2 separate regions of the Arachis hypogaea genome follow, and region 1 is linked to region 2. Evidence: chromatin contacts called from public Hi-C data. All regions are on one chromosome and are shown on one strand. The core of a region is the stretch at or near the end of the contact, and the rest is flanking DNA. Distances in the headings are between cores, read along the strand shown. Region 1 holds the start of LOC112743908 (ethanolamine-phosphate cytidylyltransferase). Region 2 holds the start of LOC112743904 (2,3-bisphosphoglycerate-independent phosphoglycerate mutase).

The links. Hi-C and Micro-C count contacts between places; a contact is called where the count stands out from the background.
Region 1: a Hi-C map of leaf shows a contact between it and region 2, with 5 times the contacts expected there. The contact joins the promoter of LOC112743908 here to the promoter of LOC112743904 in region 2. A contact is called at or near these places in 2 of 8 Hi-C or Micro-C datasets (both in leaf).

Annotation. Positions count from the first base shown.
Region 1 is chr14:121,843,990-121,850,366 of arahy.Tifrunner.gnm2.J5K5, forward strand. It overlaps LOC112743908 (ethanolamine-phosphate cytidylyltransferase), which reads right to left and starts at 2,633. Exons shown (of 9, transcript XM_025793336.2): 1 at 2,081-2,633; 2 at 1,073-1,308; 3 at 113-282. The coding sequence starts at 2,421.
Region 2 is chr14:121,649,337-121,656,744 of arahy.Tifrunner.gnm2.J5K5, forward strand. It overlaps LOC112743904 (2,3-bisphosphoglycerate-independent phosphoglycerate mutase), which reads right to left and starts at 1,413. Exons shown (of 10, transcript XM_025793327.3): 1 at 1,058-1,413; 2 at 654-825; 3 at 173-300. The coding sequence starts at 815.

The sequences.
Region 1 (6,377 bases), core at 1,383-3,882, 200 kb after region 2:
TTCAAGATTCAGAAAGTCTAAACAATTGGGAAATGACAGAGAGAAGGGATGATGAAGTTGAAAATAAGCATATAAGTAGTCGAAAATCGGAATTGAAATTAAATGTACATACCCTTCCATTTGAGAACTGAACAATTCTACGAGATGTAGGCATAAATTGAGAAATACGAGTTCCACGATCTTCAAATTTGTGACTATGACCATGGCTGAACTGTCTTTGTAAAGAAGAGTGGTTAGGGTTGTCACTGGCAGACCTTTCTCTCGTACAGAGAAGCATACGACCTGGGTATAAAATTATTATATAACATCAGTTCTCCATTTTCCACAAGCGTACGAAATTATTATGAGACAACACTGAAAAATAAATATAAGCACAAGGGAAAAATATAAGACAGGCTAAAGACTGAATATGCTCACAGGATGGGAACTTTCAACTGGACCAGATAGGAAGGAAAACCGACAAAAAGCACTGCTAGTTTTGTGAGAAAAGGCCAAAAGTTTTGATATCAAACTTCTAAGGGCGGAAATGCAGTTCAAAGAATAAAAATACGGTATGGAGGAAAACGACAAAATGTTAAAGCCTCAAAGGTCTGTTAATAAATATCATCAATTGATGAGTTGGCTTATTGCTATAACCAAACAAATCACCTCTTTGTAAACAAGGTTTTGACTGTGCCAAAATTCCATATTAAGCTTCAGGAGAATTGCACAAAAGTATTAAACCAGAGAAATTTTCCATAACTGCAACAACATAACAAGTAGAAATCCAGTATAAAATACTACCAAATGAAAGGGGGCACATCCCTTTATATGGTTTATATAGTGAAAAATAAAACTTATTCAAGTTCTTTTTTTTAGAAAAAAAAAAAACAAAAAACAAAAGCAGCTATGGGAGGAAAAAATATCATCAGCCGTGATAAACAAACACAAGAACATCACATGCCAACCAAACATGACAAAGGACTTCACTTTAATAATTTCCATAAACTATATCAAACAAGATGTGCATGCCCAATTGCGCCAACTAAATAAGGAAGTCTTATACTACAAAGAAAAGTAAGCAAATCCTAACCAACGATATCAGTGCTAGAAACTCCTTCGGTGCGCTTTATCTGCTTGTAACGGCCAGCTTTCTTTGCATGAGCATAAGCATCAGTGCCGTCAGGAAGAATACAAGGATCGTCCCCGTGAATAATGTAATCTATATTGTACTCATTAAAGAGCTTCTTCATGAACTCCTCAGTTATGGCATATGGAGCATCAGTAATAACCTCATCAACCCACTTTACAGCATTCACCATAATCATCCTACAACACACATCAACACCTCATAATCCGAACAATAACAACAACAACAACAACAACAAAGCCTTATCCCCCCAGCTACATGGATCAAACCTCATAATCCAAACGCAGAACACAAAAACAACCCCGCCAAAATAAATAAAGAAACAAAGAGATGCCATAACAACTATAACTAAGCATTGTCACATAAGACAACTCAACTACTTGGATCAAACAGACATAACAACTGAATGCAAAATTTCTGCATGGAAGTTAAAAAAACAGTAGCTAAACATATATTTGCCAAAACAAGTATCAGTGTATCATTGCAACTACAACTAAGCACGGTCTGTTAGATAATTCAACTACATAGATCAAATGCCAACACAGTGCTAGAATTGCTGCATGAATATTAAAAGAAATATCTAAACATATATTTGTTATTACAAGTATCTCTGCAACTACAACTAAGCATTGTCCCATTAGATAATTCCACTATATGTATCAGATGACAGAATACCATAATGCCAAAATTGCTGCATGGACATTAAAAATATACATATAAAAAAAATAGCTAAACATATGTTTTCCTAAAAAACCACATTTTGATTAACTTATTCTACATTGGTTCCCTGATTCTTCTCATAAGAAAAAGGCAATCAAATCCAAACATATCATAAATCTAGAATCAAACAAAGAACACAACACAAAAATGACACAAGATAAATCAGCATGGCATGAATTGAGCTCCAAGAAGAAGATCAAAATCCTAGAAAAAAGTGAAAAAAGTTGTGACCTTTCTTCAAGAGGGGTGACAGGGGGACCCTTATTTGCAATGATTTCATCGTCGCTAACAACACCAACAACAAGCTCATCACCAAGAGCACGTGCCTGTCTAAGAGCATTGCAATGGCCATAATGCATCATATCAAAGCATCCATCCATGTACACCCTAATTGTCTTCTTCTTCCTCCTTCTCTTCCACAAACCAAGAGGCTCCAGATTCTTCTGAAGCCCTTCTGAAGATTGCAGCAATCCATACAGTGACACACCAACGATCACGCCACCCACCAGAACCGTTGCAATGAACTTCGCCGTTGCGTTCTTCTGCATCATCACCGCCTCAAAAGAACCCATTTTTTTCTTTTTCCTTTTGGTTTCTCTCAGTTCCTTTCTCCCATAAATGAAATTAAAACGAAGGGAGGAAGGTGGGTGCAAAATGAGGTTAGAAAAGTGGCCACCACACAGAATTTGGAATGCCAATTTTTTATTCTGAGCCAAACATATCCGGTTTTTGGTTTTAGAAAGAAAGAAGCTAGTAGCTTCTGCTTTTTCCCCTTTTTGGTGTGAAACCAATAAAGTTAGAACCTTTACTGTTTTTTGAATTCATATTTTCTTTTGGACTTGTAGAATTCATAAAGTTTGCGAATTTGTTGGTATAGGGAAGATGGATTTGTTTTTCTTCTTGGGTTGGAAGCATTTAGCAACGTTTATATTCTGTTGCAGAATATTGGGCCTTTTATATATTGGCCCATTTAGGTCCAAAAAAATCCTATTGGGTTCCCTTTTTATTTTGTTTTTGTACTGGGTTCATTGTTCTCTGACAAAAAACAATACTAAGTTTTCATTGGGCCTTTCTAGAGGTTTTTTTAGTGCAAAATTACTAAACAGAATATGCTAGAAAGTTTTAAAAGGCAAAAAAAAAGATAAGAGAGAAAAAGACTGTCCTCATGTAATCATATTATACGTGCTATGAATTTGGTTAATTTTTGTTTTCAATAATTTATTATTCTCTTTTTAAGATACAATAATAAGTTATTCTTGGATGAAATATACTTTTGGTCCTTAAATATTGTTAGTTTTGGTTTTAGACTTTATGAAGAAAAAATATTAGTTCAAACATTTCAAAAACATTTAGTATTTTTTTATCCTTATAAAGTTTCATTTTAATATGTCTAAGTTTTATGATAAGTTATTTTCAAAAATATCAAACTATTATGTGAAGTTATCTTAATAAAATTCATTATAGTTTTTTAGTGACATAAAAAATATATCATTTTGGTGCAAGAACAAAAATTCAAGGATAAACTACTAAATTGGTCTCTTACGTTTGGGCGTAATCCTGTTTTGATCATTAAGGTTTAAAATGTCCTATTTGAATTCAAAAAAGTTTCATTTAGTTTCAATGTAGTCCTACCGTGAGGTCAAAGTTAAATAATTAACGAAATATCCTACATGATAGCAATACAAGAACAAAATTGATAATCTGGAGAATAAGTACAAACTCCGGAGGCACAAAATTAACCGTTCAATACATTTAATTATTATTTTTTTTACAATGTAAATGAAATATTTTCTATAGAACTAAGGAGAATGATAAATAAATGTATCCACGGTTGATTTTGTACCTTTGGAACTTGTACTTATTTTCTAGATTATCGATCTTGTTGTTATGTAAGACATTTCATTAATGATTTAACTTTGACCTCTCAGTTGGACTACATTGAAGCTAAATGAAACTTTTTTTAATTCAAATAGAACACTTTAAACTTTAAGAACTAAAACAGGATTACGCCCAAACAAATGTACCAATTTAATATTTTTCCCAAAATTCAAACATTACAATAGTATAAACTTAAGACATAATATCTTTTATAAAAAGCATGCAATGCTACATGATCAACAAAATTTTTTTTCATATATTGTTAATTACTAGTGTTTTATTATAAGATTTTGTGACACTATATTTTCATTTAACCATTATCATAATAAAATTTATGTTATTATCATAACTATTTTAATTTTAATTGATTTTATAATTGAGATTTAAAGTCCCAAAAAGTATTGCAAATTTTAGTGTTGGTTCTCATATGGTGTTCTACAACTCAAAAACTATGACCTGTACGATTGAATTTTTAGGTTAGGGTCTATAAAAAGTTAGGGATAAAATATGCTACCGAACAAATAAAAATTAGAGTATTGTCATATGTAACCTAGGTGGATTAAATTAGACATATAGCTAAATTTCATTGAGCCACTTAAACATGGGTTCAAAGTCTGTATTATTTTAGTGTGTAGGGTAGAATCCACCCTAAATTATTATAAATCATTAAAATACTCTAAAAGCAGATCTTGGTAGAGGAAAGCCTCCTCAATGCTCACTTATTGGTGAACATCACAATGTTTGGCATAGTTGGAGATTGTATTGTTAAATAATATAAATAATATATCCTAGGTCAACATATAATTTAGGGGGTTCAATTCAATGTTACTCCCTTCTATGGAAGATGAAGTTCTGCTTTTTTTCGCTTTTAATTTTAACTCAAACAACCCTCTAATAATCTAATATAAGGGCTAATAAACTGCCACGTTGCTTCTAAACACATATCACCAATAAATTTCTTTAGGGCTTGGTTAGTTAATTAACATATATTTTTAAAGATACATGATAAATTTATAAATTAAAAAAAATTATAAAAACATATAAAATTTAAATTCTCAATATACTTATTATGTATTTAATGAAATAAAATATTTTAAAAATTTTATTATTAACAATCTTAATTTATGTTTTAGAATACAAATTAACTAAACCCATTTCTTAAAATATAATGCTTGTGACTGTGTTTTTTTTTCCTTCCTTTTTTCTGAAATTCAACAAAAACGTATTAAATTAAAAAAACAATCAAAGCAAATTCTTAGTTGTTAGTATTTTAATAGAAAAATAATAATATCACTCCTATTTCTTAAAATATCACTCCAGTTAATTTTTTATTATATTTTATATAAATTTATAAAAAAATAATATTATCAAAATAAGAGTAGTAAAATTAATTTTCTTTTATTAATATCATATAATCACTTTCTTATATTCTCAGATTTTTTTATGTCGGTAGATTATCTATAAATGGCTCCATAAGTAATAATTGATGATGAACTTAGCAATATTATTCTTTTAACTTTAAATAGCTAGGAAACATTCTATACTTTCCTTTACGTTTTTGGGAAAAAGTACCAAAGTGAGATTATGCCAATAATTAGCCCATCATTATTATGTAATAATTGTACTCATTACCTGACGTTACCAATGATTAAGCAGTTTTTACAATAAAAAAATGTTGAATTTGGGGGGAATTAATATTCTCTGCTTAAATTAAATAAAAAACTGTCAGTTAAAATCAGTTTAAAAAATTGTTAAAAATTAAAAATCAAAATTTTCTATTAAGAAAGAATACAATGAATTTGAAATATCAAACTCTAGTAGTCTACCAAATATATGTTTGAACAATTTATTAAAGGAAAAAAAAATAAAAAAAGTAGCAATGAAAATATTATCAACAGAAAAAAAGAAAAAAAAGAAAAAAGATAACAACAAGCCATATCCTATTGTGTTTACTTTTTAGGTAATTGACAAAGAGGCGCCAACATAGAAAAGAAAGACCCACATATGATTGACGCAACTATATCTTTGATTAATTTTCTTTAATTAGCCTTAAATATATAACGAATTAAGTGAAATGTAGTAATATATATATATATATTATTACATTTCACTTAATCATCTACAAAAATTAATTTCATTCCATCAGCTATGTTATCACCATATTATCAATATCACAATCATTTTAGGTCAAACGCAATACACATACAATCATTTGAGAGAAAAAAAAAGGTTCAAATATTAATTTTTAAATCTCAGAAAATAGTTTTGGAAATGAAATATATAATGCGCTTTTTTTTTTATCTCACTAATGGAGATTGAGTTGTTGGTTTCATTTTAGAAAGTCCAATTTTAGATGCACAGAGTGGAGTTGGAAATTCTCTCCTTAGGATTATAATCGTGCTTACGAAAAGGATTTAAATTTATTATCCTAGAATATTTGTTTAATGATCAATAATCCTTTTCGTAAGATCTCTTTTCTTCATAAGTGATTGTACTAATTCATTTTAGTATGGTGCTATTTTTATATCGGAAATGTTTGGTAACCAAAGAAAATCAGTTAAAAATAACCATAACTTGCCTTATTTACATTTATTAATTGTTGCGATAATTAATTAATACTAAATAAGACAAGTTCTGACTTTTTTTTATA
Region 2 (7,408 bases), core at 163-2,662:
AAAAACAAGAACGTTTAACATTTATTGCTTCTATGAATCTAATAGTAACAGTCTTAAAGAAACTCCAGAAAACCAATTCCTTATGAAGAAACCAGTAGGTTAAATAAAATGGCAAGAAACATCTGATTGCTATTAGTCTATTAATTTTAACCACAAATACAAAAAGCCTTACCCTTGAGCAAAGATGCGGCCAGCACCAAGAGCATTGTGACCGACTTCACTGTTGCCCATGTCATCCTCTGTAGGAAGTCCCACAGCAGTACCATGAGCCCTCACCAATCTCCACCTTTCAGGTGCACCCTACAACAACAAAAACCAACCAACCCCACCATTCATTTCCATTTCTATCTCATCAATAATCATACAAATTCAAGACATTCAATAACACCGGTTCAGAATTTCCAGTTAAATAAACTTCAAATCAAGAGAAGGCCTCTCACCTACCAATGACAAGGTAAAAAAAAACTAGGAATCATAACAATACATGAGCAGAAAGTGGATCAAGCAAACGTATACACCCCGAAAAGGGGGACCAATCTTTTAGATCTTATCATTATATGAATGAATATATCATAATATATGCAAAAAGAAAAAGATTTCAGATTCCACAAAAGGGTGCATATACCATGTAGTATCTATATCTATATATCTACCTTTTTGAGGGAATCCATGGTTGGAGTTTCAGCGGTGTGGATACAGTTGTACTGATCAGCGTTGGCCTCACCCCATCCATCCAAAACCACCACAGCAACTGGCTTTCCCTTTGGCAGCTTTGGGTGATCAGCCAATTTAAACTTGGTATCTGTGCTTCCCATATTCCTAACACTAAGAAAAAAAATCAAATTTTTTTCATTCTCTCTTTAAATTTCAGATCCAAATCAAATAAAATCAATCCAAAACATTTCAGAAACCACCAGTAACAACAACAATAATAATAGTAATAACAATTCATAATCTATCTTATATTATGGATTAAATTAAATTAGATTAAAATAAATGAAATTAAATGTTAATGGAGATTACGAGTAGATAGATGGGAATAACAGAAGAGAGATACCTGATTTGTGAGAGAATGAGGGAGTGAGTGAGTAAGGGAAGGAGGCAAAAACAAAGAAGAGATACGAAATCAAATGAGGTTAGGTGTAACTGTAAAAAAGAGGTGGATGATGCGTTAACCTAACTGAGCAAAACCCTGTGTTGCATATGCGATTGGTTAGATATAAATACTAGTGGCATGGAAGAAACAAACTTTTCCATTTATTTATTTAATTATTTTAATTGAAATGGAGACTAGTGTCTTCTAATTAGTGCTTCGTTAATAGGTTGGCATGGAACAAGGCATAAGCATCTCGTTGAGCATCATTCTTCACGCTCAATGTTTTCGCTTTCTTTTCTTTATTTTAATTGAGAAACAAGAGTAAATAAATAATAAATAAATAGTATAAAAAAGTATTTAATTTGAAGTTTTGATTTTTGAATATGAAAAGTTTATGCCACTATTATAACTCAATTCAAGTGGCACTAGATCTTCGAACAAGTTTGAATTTTGATTCTTCAAATATTTCTATTTGACTAAATTTTCAATTTAATTCATGAGATTCACGCGATTACTTAATTTGAATTGAGGTAAAATTTAAATATTTAAATATTTAATTAAAGTTTAATTGGAATTAAACTTGATTTAATAAAATAAACAGGCTTAGTTACACATCCATATAACCAAGTTGGTCCAAACTCAAATTAATTCACACGCATTAATGAAGTGTAAAAACACGCGCCGAAAATCCCCTCGTTATTTCACGTTCATTATGAAGAAACGTTACTTCTTCCTCAACACGAAACCACTCCTTCTCTTCGAATTTCTCTCAAAATCACTCAAATTTCAGTCACGTTCTCTGCGAAAATCACTACTAGAGAAGAATCGCGATAAGATTTCGCCACGAACAAGCAAAAACGAACGAAAACAGCAACAGAGACTAACAAAGGTATGAAAAAAAACTACTGTTCATTTGAAATCTTGAAATATAGCATTTCTCCTATTTGCATTTTAGTTTTACTGGATTGATTTCCTTCGTTCAGTAGATCAAGGTATTCTGATTGCGTTTTTACAATATAACTAGGGCTTTTAATAAAATTTTTACTTATTTTCATTCAATTCAGTAGATAGTGTAAGTAGGGCTTTGAACTTGATTGTTACTCTGTTCAGTTCTTCTTTTGCATGGAGAAATAATATTCTTGATGATTGAAAGTTTATGAAACACTATTTTTGATAATTGAAAGCTTATAATGATTTATTCACCACATAGATTGTATTCGGTTCGGTGGGCTTGGTGATTCTCGTTCACTTGATATTTAGTGTGTTAAGGGTTTAGGCTTTATTCTGATTGAATTTTTACTATATAACTAGGGCTTTGAATTAAATTTGTTGTTATTTTCATTCAGTCCAGTGGTTAGTGTAACTAGGTCTTTGAACTTGATTGTTACTCTATTCAGTTAACTTCTATTGCATGAAGAAATACTATTCTTGATAATTGAAAGCTTACAATGATTTATTCACCACATGGATTGTATTCGGTTCGGTGGGCTGGGTGATTCTCATTCACTTGATATTTAGTATGTTCAATGTTTAGGCTTTATTCTGATTGCATTTTTACTGTATAACTAGGGCTTTGAATCAAATTTGTTGTTATTTTCATTTAGTCCAGTGGTTAGTGTAACTAGGTCTTTGAACTTGATTGTTACTCTATTCAGTTAACTTCTATTGCATGAAGACATACTATTCTTGACAATTAAAAGCTTATAATCATTTATTCACCACATGGATTGAGTTCGGTTCAGTGGGCTTGGTGATTCTCATTCACTTGATATTTACTGTGTTCAAGGTTTAGACTTTATTCTGATTGCATTTTTACTGTATAACTAGGGCTTTGAATCAAATTTGTTCTTATTTTCATTCAGTCTAGTGGTAAGTGTAACTAGGTCTTTGAACTTGATTGTTACTCTATTCAGTTAACTTCTATTGCATGAAGAAATACTATTCTTGATAATTGAAAGCTTACAATGATTTATTCACCGCATGGATTGTATTCGGTTCGATGGGCTGGGTGATTCTCATTCACTTGATATTTAGTGTGTTCAATGTTTAGGCTTTATTCTAATTACATTTTTACTGTATAACTAAGGCTTTGAATCAAATTTGTTTTTATTTTCATTCAGTCCAGTGGTTAGTGTAACTTGATCTTTGAACTTGATTGTTACTCTATTCAGTTAACTTCTATTGCATGAAGAAATACTATTCTTCATAATTGAAAGCTTATAATCATTTATTCACCACATGGATTGAGTTCGGTCCGATGGGTTTGGTGATTCTCATTCACTTGATATATACTGTGTTCATGGTTTAGCCTTTATTCTGATTGCATTTTTACAGTATAACTAGGCTTTGAATCAAATTTGTTCTTATTTTCATTCAGTCCAGTGGTTAGTGTAACAAGGTCTTTGAACTTGATTTTTACTCTATTCGGTTAATTTCTATTGCATGAAGAAAATACTATTCTTCATAATTGAAAGCTTATAATCATTTATGCACCACATGGATTGAGTTCGGTTCGGTGGGTTGGGTGATTCTCATTCACTTGATATTTACTGTGTTCAGGGTTTAGGCTTTATTATGATTGCATTTTTATAGTATAATTAGGGCTTTGAATTAAATTTGTTCTTATTTTCATTCAGTTCAATGAATAATGTATGTGAGTAGATAGTGGATAGTGTAACTAGTCTAGCTGATTCATTATTTATCATGTTTTATTCAGTGCATTAAGTGGGTTTGGTTCGGTGGGCTGGGACATTTTAATTAATTTGATTAAGATATACATGCTTGTGCTTTTCAGTGTATTGAGTGAAGTATTAACCAAATTTTTTTATTACAGCAAAAGACAACAACACAATGGTGACAAAAATAGAGAAGCCACACTATAACGTAAGCACATTAAATACATTTATTTGCTTTTGTTCAAATAATATCTATTTTGTATTATAAATATATCCTCACATTTTGTTTCAAAACTTGTAGAAAACTCATGATTGCAGATGCCAAACAAAGGCAATAGCAACAATGTTTAGGAATATGAGTCAAGAAAAGAGAGATATAGTTGAACAAATGGGATTTGGTGCACTGGCACATGTCCTAGAAATGAATATCTCTCACGCCCTGTTAAGAGAATTGGTTGATCGCTTTGATGAGTATAAGGGATGTTTAAAAACTCTCCAGGAAAAAATATACATAACTCCTTGCAAGGTAGCAGCTGCACTAGGCATAAACACCGGCGGTAATAAACTTTCCACTTCCTGCTTATTTTCCGTTCATTGGTGTACAGAAAATTAAACTAAGCCTTTTTGGCTAATTTTTTGCTATTAAAATATTGTAGAGAATCTTTTTATGACAAGTTTGATTAAACAAAACTGAATCCGGAACATAAGGCACTTTACGAGGGGTTAAGAAAATATTTCATGTCTCTAATGCCTAAAGAATAAGTGCATGCCGCGGTAAATTCTTTGCCAATTGCGTTAACGTTAATGATTTTTCTAAACACTCTTATACAGTATATCTCATAAATTTTCTTCCTATAGGTGGTCAGTATACATAGCATGATTCTCAATCAAATAAAAGTTCACAAGTATCAGGAACAAATATACATTGTGCCGCTGGATATTGTGGTAAGCTAAATTTCTTATTCCCTGTTGATTGCTGTTCGGTTCAGTGGGAATGTTAATATTGATTCACCTGATTGTTATGTATTCTGTTGAGTTCTTTTGCATGAAGAAAACCTTTCTCTTGATGATTGAATATTTTTCACGTTTTATTCAGAATATAAATTGTGTTCAGTTCGATGGAAATGTGATTTAACTGATGTTCATTTTGCAGAATTTTATGTTGGGAACACATGGCGTGGACTACACTGGTTAAAGGACAAACAAGGCCTACCGATTCGATATTGAGTAGTATGCCCACCACCGCCAGTTTCTTGACAAAAGAAAACTTGCATCGCATCCATTTGTAAGTTGTAATTTCTAAAAATTCTTCAATAATTCTCTCGTTTGCTATTGTTTTGATTGAAATACTCTATCATTTTTCCAAATTTCAGCTATTTGTGCCAATTTGCAATGGAGCGCATTGGTGGTTGTGGATTGCCGATGTCAACAAAAAGAAATTCTATATGCTTGACCATGTGAATAAGCCGAAAAAAGATATACCTGAATCGAGAGTGAAACTGAACAAATTTGTTGTAAGTTATTTTCTTGTAAATTATTCAAATTATTTAGTACATGAAATGAGTTCGATTCACTATTGTTACTTTTTTTTCCAATTTTTGTGTCGCTTTCAGGGATTAATATTTTCTCAGATGAGGGTTTACGCTGGGGCGGAACCCTTAATGGACGACGGACTGGGAGAAGAAGCAGAGTATATCCAACTGAATGGTCAACGTACAAAGTAAAAATCTTTCTCTTCTATAGTGCTATATTTAGTGTATTTTATTTTGTATACTATTAATCATATTATACTCAATTCTTACTTAGCTATGATTGTGGAATATACGTCATGAAATGGCTCGAAACAATTGATCCACAAAAGATCAAAAGCGGGAAGAGATATAAATATAAAGCTTGGACACAAGTAAGTACTTTCTAAATTAATAAAGTTCTTTCTTTTCTTATTTCATTCAGTTCAGTGGATAGTGTAACTAGGGCTTTATACTTGGTTGTTATTCTTGTTCAGTGAAAGTTGATCACCATTTATTCACCACATAAATAACATTTGGCTCGGTGGCCTTCTTTTACTTTGTTTAGGGTTTAGGGTAACTGTGATTACATTTTTACAGTATAACTAGAGCTTTGAATCAAATTTGAAATTGGTTGTTACTCTCTTCAGCGTTGTTTTTGCATGGAGAAATACTATTCTTGTTGATTGAAAGTTGATCACCATTTATTCACCATATGAACATTGTTCGGTTCGGTGGCCTTTGTGATTTTGATTTACTTGATATTTAATATGTTCAGGATTTAGGGTTATTGTGATTGCATTTTTATAGTATAACTAGGGCTTTGAATGATATTGTTCTTATTTCAGTTGGATTCATTGCTTATGTAACTAATTCCTTTCAATTAAAATATAAGAAGATATTGATGACTTCAGGTACCAATATGGTCCGGTCTGTTGCACGAAATGAACAAAATCAGAGACCAAGTGATTTGGGAATCTGAAGCAATAAGACTCCCGAAACCATCTGCTGCCCTCTATAGCCCTTATTGTAAATTCACATTTGGGAATTTAGATAGTAAATAGCATATACTATGATTGACTGGTTGTAATTAACAATATTTTGTTTAACTTGTTAAAAAAGCAAACAATGCTTCTTTCAAATGTATATATGTCAATATTAATGTGAATGTTAATGTATATATCTATTCTTAATATCAATGTATATTTATATCTGATTCAAGATGGATTACTCATTTTTCTGTCAGTCTGAGATGTTAATTCATATATCTGTTGGAACTGTCTGGCTGCTGTTTTGTTCCAAGTTCTCAATGATTGCAATCAATGTATTTACCAATACATTAGGAACACCAAAAAACACAGTGAACCGAAATTAATACATCGGCCAAACCAAAAGTTACAAACACATTACACCAATACAGAGCTAATTATAAAAAAATATTTCTACCAGTATTCAGTTTTAGAAACACCTGAACTCTCTGACATAGCAAAATAAATTGACTATTCAATAAAGAAAAAATTAACTTTTGGAATAAAGAATTTCACAAAAAAAGTTACTATTCATTAAAGACTAACAACAGTCAGAAATTAACCCTCCTATAACGTTGGTGAACCGAAATTTGCTCATGAGTGAACAGAAATTTATATTAATAAAAACTAAAACTCGTATAGTCCTCTCTTGGATAATTCATATATGGTGAATTGTAAAGAGTGGAGCTTGACTGAATCGATGATCTGGTGTCTAAAAGATTCAACTATAAAAGACATAATTAATTGTATATTAGCAATTTTTACCTAATCGAAAGCAAGTCAAGATGAACCCCTGAACCCTAAACCATGAACCCTGAACCCTGAACCCTGAACCCTAAACCTTAAGCCCTAACCCCTAAACCCTAAACCTTAAACACTAAACCCTAAACCCTAAACCCTAAACCCTAAACGCTAAACCTTGAACTCTGAGCCATGAACCCTGAACCCATAAACCCTAAACCCAAACACACTGTTGGACGGAACGCAGACGAACTGCCAGAAGAGAACGCAGACAGAACTGTCAAGAGTGGCCAACTGCCGAAAAACTGCTGAAAAGATGGTGAACTGTCAGAAAATTGCTGAAAAGTGACAAAGTACGAT